Linked DNA regions of Mus musculus: regions 2, 3 and 4 are each linked to region 1. The links are chromatin contacts, called in public Hi-C and HiChIP or PLAC-seq maps. All regions are on one chromosome and are shown on one strand. Each heading gives the region's core, a stretch centred on a gene start, on an enhancer-like site or on the middle of the called end of the contact. The rest is flanking DNA. Distances are from core to core; before and after follow the strand shown. Region 1 has its middle 92 kb from the start of Gm29922. Region 2 has its middle 44 kb from the start of Gm40217. Region 3 overlaps Gm40217 (a long non-coding RNA gene). Region 4 has its middle 27 kb from the start of Gm40217.

Region 1 (2,804 bases), core at 106-2,605:
TAGAAGATTAAGGGCACAGTTTGGAATCATATGGAGAGTGTTAGCATAGCGTTTCATTTCCAAAGTGGCCTTAATTATAATTACAGGGGCACCATTTGGGGACAAATGGGGACTCTTCTATATTAGTCTTGTTTTCTTTCCATCTCTGTATTATGTGTAGTTAGACTATTTTGATTAGAAAGCGTGACACCCCAAATTCTTAGCACAATGCTCAGATAAGTCTTTTCACTAAAAAATGTCAAGCAAGCCCAACATCCTCAGCTCCTGGGATACAGACACAGTGTCCTGTAACCCATGTACTCAGATGCTCAGGATAAGGGTAGCAGTGTCCAACCCACAGAGGATGCTACAAGAATTTGGAGCTTCACAATGATTGTGCCAGAGATTCAGTTCCTAGCCTTCATTCCAAAGCTCCATTGTTTGTTTATTCCCATTCCCCAAAATTCTCTCGAGTCATGGATGCTTTGGTTGTTGGGAACAAACCCCAGTGTCTTACTTTTCTGGTGCAAACACAAAAGTTTACAGAGAATAAACCTTTGGGTAAGGAATAAGATTGTGTGCTTCCTCTTTCCATTGAGAAGGCATTTCACGGCTTTATGCCCTCAATCTCAGTCAGGCGTCACCTTCGTGTCTGAGGAAGAGTGGGAGAAATGGTAGATAAGACGAAAATGTAAGAAAAATCCCCAATGACTGGATCCCACGACTGAATCTCCCAAAGGCAAGAGCAAATGATTAGAGCTGTTTCCTTCTGAGTCCTCTAATATTGAAGCTGCCATGTCGGAGGGTGATCAACTGAAGGTAGTTTTGTTTCATTCTACTCAACCGGAGCTGAGCCTCGAGTGGTGGAGGGTCAGTTGCTCAGCAGTGCTGTAGTCTCTCTGTGGGCATTCCTTCTTCACGAATCATTCAGTTTCCTTCTGACTGCATACAGCTTTGTAGTGTGTGAGCCAGGCAGGCTCTCACTTCTCAGACACCCAGTTTTGTAACTCTGGAGGTGACTAAGTTGATGCCTAAACCAGAAGGTATCTTCCGTGTGTTGAAATGTGAGAGAGGCAGGAGGGACACTGAGACCCATGATCGGCAGGTCTTTCTGATCCTCTCTGGTACTGAACAGCCTTCAGGAGAAGATGGACTAGGGAATGGCCTGTGGGCCAGAGCTTTGGAGGTCTCTCTCAGCCATGGGTGGAAGACTCATGGCTTTCTGGCTGACCTCTAGCTAGAGGCTCTCAGTCTCTCTTTCCAAGGCCACTAACTAAGAAACCCTCCATAAAAGCTCCCTTATAGCCTGAGCTCCTAAGTATGTTTGTGACTAGCCCCGCTCTGACCCACAGCTGTGTCATGAAGCTAACTCCCAGCAGCTGGCTGTGGCAATGTGACACTGGGTTCTCTGATTTGTGATTGTTCCTTGTTCTCTGGGTAGCTCTGACTTAACCACTGAGTTCCTCCTCTCAGCCACAGACCTCTGAGACATGGGGCACGCCAAATGCACCTCCTCTCTGCTGGGCACCGCTAGTCTTTTACTGGGGATGGACTTATCATTTGGATGGATTTTCTGCTTCCTAATCCTGACCTGGGAGCCACACTATTGGACCAGTGAACTATTTCCTGTTTTTCTGGGTTACCCTTCTGTCTCCTCCGTCTGAGATTTCAATGCTCTTTCACCCTTTAGGATAGACTCTATCTAAATAACCTCTTCATTCAGTTTCCTTCAGTCAACACATAGAATCTTCTATTTCTTGCCAAGACACTGATGGAAGAATGTTGGACTGTGTAATTGTGGTTTGTGGTTAACATGGTTGCCCTTAAAACCCTTTCCTGAAACCAGGAGCCATCTAGCCTAGAGAGATGGCTCAGCAGTTAAGAGCTCATACTACTCCCGCTGTGGACTTGCGTTCAGTTCCTGCCACTTTATTAGGTGGCTCGCAACCATCTGTAACTCTAGCTGCAGGGGATCTGACACCCTCTTCTAGACTCTGTAGGAACCTGCATTTATGTGCAGTCATGTGCCCACCCCCACTCTATGCCATACACATAATTAAAAATGTAAAAGGTGGTGGAGGGATGCTTCAATATTACTGGTGCTCCTCTAGAGGACCAGGGTTACCAGCACCCACATGGCAGCTCACAATCCTTTGTTACTTTAGTTCTAGTGGATCTTCTGGCTTCCATCACAGGATTTTTATGACAGGAGAAGCCTCCTTCATAAATGTCCACCTTACTGGGACATTCAGGTCTGTATTCAACTGTAAGCATCACGAAACAGTCCTTCCTTTATTCCTGTACAAGTCAGCATCCAAGCATATTGACGAGCACATATATATCTATTTTTATATTTGAATCTTTAATTAATGAAAACTGTGTGAAAGATAATCACTGGCTGTTTTCTTCTTCACTGAGGACTATATCGCGTGACTTAGATAAACTCCACAACTGAGCACTTTGGAGGAGAGACAGTGCCAGTAAATGGCTTTGTTCAAAGGTTCCCTAAATTTTCGTACCAAGGATTTTTCCTTATCTCTTCTCCATCATTTTTAATTTAAAAAGAATTCTATATTTCCACTGTCAAGTATACAAAACATGAAAGCCAATGGCAGAAAGCATGAGTCTTTAGGGTTGACCTAGTGTTACTTGGAAGGACTTGGTGTGTTAGTGAGGGTGTGGCAAACGGGAAGGCGAAGCAGTGTGAGGAGTAATAACTTATGAGAACCCCCTGTCACCATCGTTCTTCTTCCTGGGAACCCACAGAGGAGCTCACTGCTCTGTGTTTTCTCTGCTGCTTTCTGTGTATTGCTATGTGCACAGCG
Region 2 (3,089 bases), core at 397-2,896, 570 kb after region 1:
TACAAAGGTCAGCTGTTATCTTCTCTCCAAAGCCATCAAACCTCAAAATAGCACTGGCTGTGAGAAGGCTAATGTCTTCCTGGCACAGCCCAGTGTCAGCTTTCAAGGGCACCATTTCACAACCAACTGCCAGGGCGACATAAGTGAGACTTGTCTAATACTCAAAGATCCTACAGAAGTCTGAAGGGACCAGTCGAGCTGCTGCCATGCCATGACACTGACTGGGTGAACGAACGGAAATTAACTCTGGTTGAACACCTTCTAGCGCCAAGCATTTCATGTAGACTGTCTTGTTTAATCTTCAGAACCACCTTCTGTGTGAGATATTATTAGGCTAGCTGACAAATCATTCCAAGAAAATAAATTCAGCTTGAGTAAGTGGCTGACCAAGGTCAGAAGAGAGATTCTGGCTTAAGCCCAGAGCTTAGAACTTTCTGTAAGGTACACTTTGACTTTATCTTATGTCATTTAACTTAGTTTAAAAGGAAAAAAAGTCAAATGGAAACAACTGAGTTTTCTGAATCTAGACTCAACTATCTAACAAATACTATATCCCACTTACTCAGTGTGAAGAGCAGAAAGAGGAAATAGAATAAATAAGGTCAATAAATAACTGTTCTCAAATGGGCTTATTGTATGCAGTGGTGGGCAGTGGTAGGCAGTGGTAGGCAGTGGTAGGCAGTGGTAGGCAGTGGTGGGCAGTGGTAGGCAGTGGTAGGCAGTGGTAGGCAGTGGTAGGCAGTGGTAAGCAGTGGTAGGCAGTGGTAGGCAGTTGTGGGGCAGTGTGATGCAAGCTAAAATGGGCAGCTTAACGAAAATGTAGTGGGATTAATGCATCCATTCACTATTTCCCAGTCACTGAGAGCTGGGGATTTGGAGCCACAGAAACAGACATTGGCTTCCATGAGCTCACAGTACAGCTGTAAGAGAAACAAGGGATGTTTACCAAGCAAGGGCCTCCGGCAGAACATGTCAGTCCTCCTCATGGGTCTACAAAGACTGAACACCTGGGTGGTTCTGGAGATGAGTTCTGAAACAACATGTGACAAACAGAGGAAGAGCTTTTCCAGCCTGATGTGTAAAGGCCCAAAGGGCAGAGATGTGAATTCTGGCCTGAGGTGGGGACCAGGCAGCTGGTCTAAAAGGATGAGTAACAACAGCCCAGGTGACAGGCAGGAAGGCAGCACCAGAGGAGACAGCACAGAAGACAGCAAGGCACCAGAGTTCCTTGGAATAATCAGACAAGCAGGCTTGGCCAAGGGAATGACTGGAAAGTAAAGGTCAGGGTGCATCATGGAAGTACCAGTTTTGCAAGGCAGATTGGGCTCTTTCATATAAGCAATAGATAGCTTATATCTTCTGTCACTCTGTCTCTGTCTCTCCGTCACACACGCAGACACACACAGAGGGGGTAAGGAGAGGAAGAGAGGAGGAAGGGAGTTTAGAGATGGAAAGTCCTCAGTGTTAGCTATTGTTGTTTTAAATGACTGTAGCTTGGATGCTGTGACAAACACCACAGTCTGCGTGGCTTATAAACAATGAGAATGCATTTCTCATTGGAGGCTGGAAGTCTGGGATGGAGGTGCTAGAGCAGTAGGAGTCTGCTGAGGGCGTTCTTACTCATTTATAAAGAATCCCTTCCTTCACTGCGTCACCACAGAGTGAGTAAGAGAGGGGACAGGCAAGTTCCCATCTGTCCTCATGAGAGCACCAACTATACACACGATCCTAATAACCTCTCAAGGGCTCTGCTTTCCAATACCAAGCCTGTGGAGGCTAGGGATCTAATGAGGACTTTGAGGAGATACAGGTATTCAGTCTATATGAACTGATTTCACTAAAAAGGCATACATAAGAAATGACATGGCCACATTTGCCATTTAGAAAGCTCACCAATGCAGGCATATGGGATGCTGCTAATGAATCCTTAAGGACAGTAACTGACAGCTACCACTGACAGTAGCTATCATGTTAGGTCAGGGCCCCTAGTCTGCTCTGCCTGGTGTCTCTCACATTTAACTCACCTTCTGGGAATAGCCCCCTCTAATGAGTTGGTTTCTGACATCATATTCAGAGTTTCTGGAGGCTGGTGGTTGTATTGATCTCTGTCCTCAGCTCAGAGAAACGTACACTGTAAGAATATATAGTTCCATGTTGTGCATGCCACAATGGGCTGACCTGCAAAGCACAGCAGGGACACTTCCTCTTGGCACAATTAGTAGTTGAAAGTCCTACCCTTGCAGCCTTACCCGATTCCACGCTTATGACATCGTATACTTCAAGAGTTCCTACTGAGACCAGGGATGGTAAGGATGGAGACCATATACCCCTTGCTTCCCAGAACCATCCACATCCCAGCTTCCAGTTTCTTGGCCCTTGCCTTAAAACTGAGGACAAATGAAATTTGCAGGTCCATCTAGGAAATTACCTCAACACCCAGGTCATTTCCTCGGCGCCATTTACATTTCTAATGTATGGAGAAGCTGAGTTACATTTTCTCCCCATGTGCCCTGGGCTGCTGGTAAATCATTCTCACCCACATAAATGAATGGCAGGTGATGTCACAGCCCAATACGAGCTCCTGATGCCCCAGCTCCCCCTTCATGCTTAATGACTGGCCGGAGTTTCTTTGACTACGGCTCTTTCTTCCATGCTGACAGGTCAGCGCTTTGTAGCTCATGTCTGCCACTTGAGACTAGGCCCATTGATTTTTCAATCTCGTGGTGTTGGACTGCACATCAGACTGACACATTCCAGGTCAATCCCTTATTTGTCCAATGATTCAAGCACATTTTCCAGAGCTATTACCTGTGCTAGGGTGGGCCCAGAGTGTGAAAGGCACATGTTGTATTCTGGAGAGGGGCAGGGCATCACACTGGCTCCAAGATAAAAGGATAATGACTAAGATCTGCTTCCTTCATATCAGTAAAGGATATCATCCAAGGATGAGAGCTGATGCCTATAATCCAGCACTCAGAGACTGAGAAAGGAGGGTTGCAAGTTCAAAGCCAACCTTGGCTATATAGCAAAACTATGTCTCAATAAAATATACAGACCATCTATATGCATATGTTATACATATCTACATA
Region 3 (2,709 bases), core at 72-2,571, 620 kb after region 1:
GAGAAAAGAGGGGGAGAAGAGGGCTTGTGATCTTATATCCTTGTCAAGTGTGTCCAGTGACGGTAAGACCCCTGCTAAGTCCCACCTCTTGAGGGTACCATTGCCTTCCAATAGTGCATAGGCTGGGGACCAAACCTTTCACATAGGAGCCTTCAGAAGACTCTCCTCTCCCTCCCTCCCTCCCTCCCTTCCTCCCTCCCTCCCTCCCTCCTTCTCTCCCGCCTCCCTCCCCCGCTGCCCCCCCCCCCGCCAACTACCCAAGGATCAATAAGCACAGTGTTGTAGCTAGCTCCAAGCCACTCCAAGCCATTTCCAAGCCAAGGGAAAATGGCACTCAGATAAAGTCATGTAGTTCAGCTCCCACCTCAAACACTCTGCTCAGCTTTTGTCATCAGACTGCCACTGTCCTTCAAAGGACACTTTCCAGGTCATAGCTATTTTGTCACAGAGATTGTTGCACAGTTCAGGAGTTGAAAGGCAGTGATAGCATATGAAGTGTTCCGTCTAGAGACATTTTTCTACCAGTACATTTTTTTAAGGATTTTTTTAAAATAATACATAAAATTTCTGTGTGCATGTGGGTTTGTGCTCACGTGACTACAGGTGCCCACAGAGTCCAGTAGAGGGTACCAGATCACCTTGAATTGTAGTTACAGATGGTTGGGATGGCCCTACATGGGTGCTGGGAGCCAAGCTGGGGCTCTCGGTAGAGCAGAACACACCCTTAAACTATCTCTCCAGGACAGGATCACAACTTTGATTCAAAATAAAACAGTGGTTTTATCTTTGATTGCTTTTGACTGCCCCTTCTTCTCCCCCATTCTACCCCTTTCTCCCCATCCCCTGCTTCCCTACCCACTGCCAAAAAGAAAAAGTGCAAATAGCACCTTAGGAGTTGTAAACTTGCTAGTTCAGTAATGGACTCACGGGTATACCCTGGGTTCTTCTGGAGACCCCCAGCACTTCATTACACTACATTACACTATGACCCAGTGTGAATCCAGAATGCTTGAATGAGCTGCTAACTCTGAGTGGTCCTTTTCCAATATCCTTAGAGTCCTTGAACTCCAAGTCCCAGCTTTGATGGTTCACTAACATCCTCAGATCCACAAAGTAGACCCAGCACAGACTGGGTAAGCCTCAGTTCACCTCCCCTAGACACGGGTTGGGAAGGGCATGAGACTTGGCACCCAGAGCCCATGCTGTGTGCCCTGCTCTCATCACCTCTGTTTGCCAGTTAGGAAACTGAGGCTATGAGGAGGAGGGACTCCACATAGAGCTGTCCAGCACGAAAGCATGCCGCATGTCATCTTCCTGTCTGTTCCCACACTCCCTTCCTGCCTGGCTGACTTTCTTCCCCGCAGTGCTCCAGTTGCTAAGCGTCTAGCATGCCTCACCACCAAAATTTCCTGACATGAGAAAATTCCCAGCACTGGCTGGCCACTTGAGTCTTTCAGTGTCTGAGTTACTTATAGTCACAGATCACTAAGACACTGGAAACTGTGCCACGTCAGAGTCCCTGGCACACAGAACTGATAAAGTTGACAAGGTTTGTGTCTGCTATTGTGCATAGTTTTGGTGACTAGGACACAAAGGCTTTCCTCTGGGACACATTTCCAGCTGAGCTGTTGAGTTGGTCATCTCTGTCTCGGCTGCACAGAGAGGAGGTTGACATCCTCTGGGCCCCGGGTCCTCCCTGGATGAGCTGAAGTCACATGGCAATGCAGCAGGATACGAAGCACATCCTAAGACGCAGCTCCAGGAAAGTTCAGCCCAAAATAAACCTGAAGTCTAAGTAAATAAAGCATTGGGAATATTTTGGGAGAGCAATTCCACAAAGCACAAAAAAAAAAAAAAAAAAAAAAAAGGCAGGGAAATGGGAACACAATTGTCCACAGCCTTTGTTGTACAGTTCTGTCTTCTGATACAGCTTGCTAAGATCCTGTTGAGTATCTCACATTTGTAAAGGCAGGAGTGAGCCAGGGTCAGAAAAATTACATTGTTTCTTCTGAGAGACTGGTGTCATTTAAGCACTGGTTTGAGACAGGGCGGGGAGCTTGATGAGGACTGGGGGCTCTGGTGATTAAAGCAGGATGGAAGGAGAATATAATCTGTGCCAAGGGACCTGGAGGGATCGGCTAAGGAGCACTCTGTTGAGTCACACAGGCTCTTGTCTCCCGGGGGGCGAGAGGGGAGGCACTCGGAGTCTTCATGATCTCACAGGATGAAAGGAGAAAGAACGCTGTTACAGAAAGGGGCAATGTGCATGGCTGTGCATGTGGCTGAAGGGCAGGGCGTGTGCTTACCATGTGCAGGGCATGTGCTTAGCATGTGCAGGGCATGTGCTTAGCGTGTGTAGGACTCTGGGTTCAATTGTCAAAATAAACAAAACAAAGTTGGAGTGAGATAACACTCATATATTAAGCGCCATCTCAATAAGCACTTAATAGCAAATCAAACAGAGCCATCATTGTGATTCATGCAATCCTGCACTTTTCAATCATGCAGCCAAAATCTAATTAATGTTTATTATCCCCCAACTAAGTACTGAGACTATTACAGTTCTAAGAAACTATCTGTGCTCTTAAGACGCTTGCAAGCTAGTGGGAGGCAATGATAAACTAAAGCTATTAAACAGGCAATTGAGGAAAAAGGTACTGAGAAAGGCTGCCTTATAACTTTGACCTTTATAGGGCCCGCGAGATGGTT
Region 4 (2,965 bases), core at 302-2,801, 650 kb after region 1:
AAGCTGGAAAGAACCCAGATGCCCCTCAACAGAGGAATGGATACAGAAAATGTGGTACATCTACACAATGGAGTACTACTCAGCTATTAAAAAGAATGAATTTATGAAATTCCTAGGCAAATGGATGGACCTGGAGGGCATCATCCTGAGTGAGGTAACACATTCACAAAGGAACTCACACAATATGTACTCACTGATAAGTGGATACTAGCCCAAAACCTAGGATACCCACGATATAAGATACAATTTCCTAAACACATGAAACTCAAGAAAAATGAAGACTGAAGTGTGGACACTATGCCCCTCCTTAGAAGTGGGAACAAAACACCCATGGAAGGAGTTACAGAAACAAAGTTTGGAGCTGAGATGAAAGGATGGACCATGTAGAGACTGCCATATCCAGGGATCCACCCCATAATCAGCATCCAAACGCTGACACCATTGCATATACTAGCAAGATTTTATCGAAAGGACCCAGATGTAGCTGTCTCTTGTGAGACTATGCCGGGGCCTAGCAAACACAGAAGTGGATGCTCACAGTCAGCTAATGGATGGATCACAGGGCTCCCAATGGAGGAGCTAGAGAAAGTACCCAAGGAGCTAAAGGGATCTTCAACCCTATAGGTGGAACAACATTATGAACTAACCAGTACCCCTGAGCTCTTGACTCTAGCTGCATATGTATCAAAAGATGGCCTAGTCGGCCATCACTGGAAAGAGAGGCCCACTGGACACGCAGACTTTGTGTGCCCCGGTACAGGGGAACGCCAGGGCCAAAGGGGGGGAGTGGGTGGGTAGGGGAGTGGGGGTGGGTGGGTAAGGGGGACTTTTGGTATAGCATTGGAAATGTAAATGAGCTAAATACCTAATAAAAAATGGAAAAAAAAAAAAAAAAAAAAAAAAAAAAAAAAAAAAAAGAGCTAACCCTCTCCCTTCCCGGTGACTTCCCTTCCTCAATCTCCACAGCCCCAGCATCTACCATGTAATTTAGATCCCAGGACGTGCCCATCACTGGATCCCAGGACCTGTCCATCACTGGATCCCAGGACATGTCTCTCACTGGATTCCAGGACGTGTCCATTGCTAACGCCTGTGAGTGTTGGAAGGAACCCACTCTAAGGAGTATAAACAACCTGGGGGGAGGGGTTAAGTCTCTATTTCTTTAAATGATAAAATTCTATGCCCAAAAACTTTTTGCTAAAGAAACAACGCACTCGGTAAAATATATTGGGAGAATTTAAAATAATTATTATAACTACTATTGTTATCGTCATTACAATTCTTCCAGATGGGGCTATGGAGCTGTGAGGCCACTGCTCTCTTGGTGTAGCTCTGCCCAATGGCCAGGGCCAAGGAGGCCAAGGAGACAGCAGCTCTGCAAGCTCAGCTCGCTGAGGGAAAGAGGCCTTTCTCTGAGGGATGGCCTCTGCCCTCCAGGGCCAGCACAGGACTGGCTCCTGAGGAAGGAATGAGAGCAGCAGGCATCTTTGAGAGAGCCCCTTTCAGACCCCTGTGTGGGGGAAAGAGCCCCTCTGCTCCCTGCCACTCCATCTGAACTGGAAACAAGCAATAAACATCACCACATGTCAAGCTTGGACCTGCCCTCCACCAACTCCAGCTTCCTCTTAGGAGTTCAGTGGCTTTAGAAGTATTCTTCTCCACTGTGCCCACCCCCCACCATCACATACTTCCCTGCCGTCCAAGACCTAAATTTAAGTTCTATTGAACTAGTGACTAACTCTGTGACCTTGCTTGACCTCTGAGCAACTTCCTTTCTGTGTGTAAACCAGGAGTAATAGGATTGTAGGGGGCCTAGGCAGGATACCACCCCCCCTGCCTTGGTGTCATTTGAAAGAGATTTGTATTCCAGCAAGAGAAATGACAGAGGGATGACTGGTCCTGTAGTCTTTGGCATCACAGCTTCGGATCCTTTGGGTAATGTTTGCTCTCAGATGCCTGTAAAGTCCCAAACACAGCGTGCACACTCAGTCAACGACCATGCCCTTTCCTTCCTTTTTTTTTTTTTTTTTTTCTTTTTAAGTGCTTGAAGCTCACACACACACTTTTGCACGCCTCACTGCCTGGGGCCAGCAGCTTTGTCCCACTTCCTACCTAAGCCTCAAACAGCAACACTGCAGAGAAAGCTTCAGGGACGACTGCCATTCACATTTCAAAGACCCTTGAACAGGGATCAGAGCCCTGCTCTGCTCAGCAAGGCTAAGATGCAACTGGCTGTTCCGAGGATTAACCAGTTCTCCTACAGAGAGGCCAGCCAGCCCACGTAACTCAATCTTCCGATGGGATTAGTCCAGAGCCCCGAGATCCCCCGCAAGGCTGAAAGGGTACAGCAAGATGGGGCACTTTCCAGGCTGTGGTCCAAGGAAGTAGCTAAGAGGGGATGGTGCACAGGTGCACGGAATTGTTGCTCCCTCATGCCTCGTGCTATTTGTAGAGGCAGTGAGCTCTCTTGGAAAGAACATGGGCCCTAAAAGCTGAATTGTCCCCAAGTGGTGCCAGCCATATGACCTTGAGTAGGTCATTTTACTTCTCTGGACCTCCATTTTATCAACAGAGAAATAGGACTCCATGTATGGATCACACAGAGCCATGAAAGATTCTGAAATTTTAGATAGATAGATAGATAGATAGATAGATAGATAGATAGATAGATAGATAGATAGATAAATAGATAGAGATATATAATATGTACACACATAAATATATTTATTTTTACACACATACATATTTATACATGTATTTATAGATATGTGTATGTAAAATTATACAGAAATTATATACATGAATTATATATGAGTTAAATATATTCATATGCACATAAATATATTCTAAATATATATATATATATACACACATATATACATCTTTTTTAAGGTATGTCCTCTAAGACCCTGTACATAGCATGTAAATGTGACCATTCTGACTGGAATGAAGGCCAGGCCCAAAT

Evidence for each region. Hi-C and Micro-C count contacts between places; a contact is called where the count stands out from the background. HiChIP or PLAC-seq counts read pairs in DNA pulled down with a chosen protein or histone mark.
Region 2: a contact with region 1 is called in an HNF4G HiChIP or PLAC-seq map of pancreatic cancer cells. The contact joins two enhancer-like sites. A contact is called at or near these places in 1 of 15 datasets of contacts at CTCF or cohesin (the NIH/3T3 cell line), 3 of 484 Hi-C or Micro-C datasets (cortical neurons, cranial neural crest and nephron progenitors), 1 of 115 datasets of contacts at active chromatin or transcription factors (pancreatic cancer cells) and 1 of 9 other capture datasets (embryonic stem cells).
Region 3: a contact with region 1 is called in a Hi-C map of psoas muscle, with 2.4 times the contacts expected there. The contact joins two enhancer-like sites. A contact is called at or near these places in 2 of 15 datasets of contacts at CTCF or cohesin (large pre-B cells and pro-B cells), 6 of 484 Hi-C or Micro-C datasets (the AML12 cell line, B cells, cortical neurons and 3 more), 2 of 115 datasets of contacts at active chromatin or transcription factors (acute myeloid leukemia and pancreatic cancer cells) and 1 of 9 other capture datasets (embryonic stem cells).
Region 4: an HNF4G HiChIP or PLAC-seq map of pancreatic cancer cells shows a contact between it and region 1. The contact joins two enhancer-like sites. A contact is called at or near these places in 1 of 484 Hi-C or Micro-C datasets (embryonic stem cells), 4 of 115 datasets of contacts at active chromatin or transcription factors (acute myeloid leukemia, embryonic stem cells and pancreatic cancer cells) and 1 of 9 other capture datasets (embryonic stem cells).

What each region holds. Positions count from the first base shown.
Region 1 is chr4:105,935,927-105,938,730 of GRCm38.p6, reverse strand. No RefSeq gene overlaps it. Among named protein-coding and RNA genes, the nearest start is that of Gm29922, 92 kb to the right of the region's middle. Within about 2 kb of position 1,355, at least 50 of the 459 cell types and tissues checked have an H3K27ac peak or open chromatin away from gene starts, as enhancers often do. A contact at or near this core is called in pancreatic cancer cells, where this site is marked.
Region 2 is chr4:105,361,653-105,364,741 of GRCm38.p6, reverse strand. No RefSeq gene overlaps it. Among named protein-coding and RNA genes, the nearest start is that of Gm40217, 44 kb to the right of the region's middle. Within about 2 kb of position 1,646, at least 43 of the 459 cell types and tissues checked have an H3K27ac peak or open chromatin away from gene starts, as enhancers often do. A contact at or near this core is called in pancreatic cancer cells, where this site is marked.
Region 3 is chr4:105,312,238-105,314,946 of GRCm38.p6, reverse strand. Gm40217 (a long non-coding RNA gene) reads left to right here. Exons shown (of 4, transcript XR_867967.1): 3 at 1-62. Among named protein-coding and RNA genes, the nearest start is that of Gm40217, 5.6 kb to the left of the region's middle. Within about 2 kb of position 1,321, at least 17 of the 459 cell types and tissues checked have an H3K27ac peak or open chromatin away from gene starts, as enhancers often do.
Region 4 is chr4:105,290,462-105,293,426 of GRCm38.p6, reverse strand. No RefSeq gene overlaps it. Among named protein-coding and RNA genes, the nearest start is that of Gm40217, 27 kb to the left of the region's middle. Within about 2 kb of position 1,551, at least 54 of the 459 cell types and tissues checked have an H3K27ac peak or open chromatin away from gene starts, as enhancers often do. A contact at or near this core is called in pancreatic cancer cells, where this site is marked.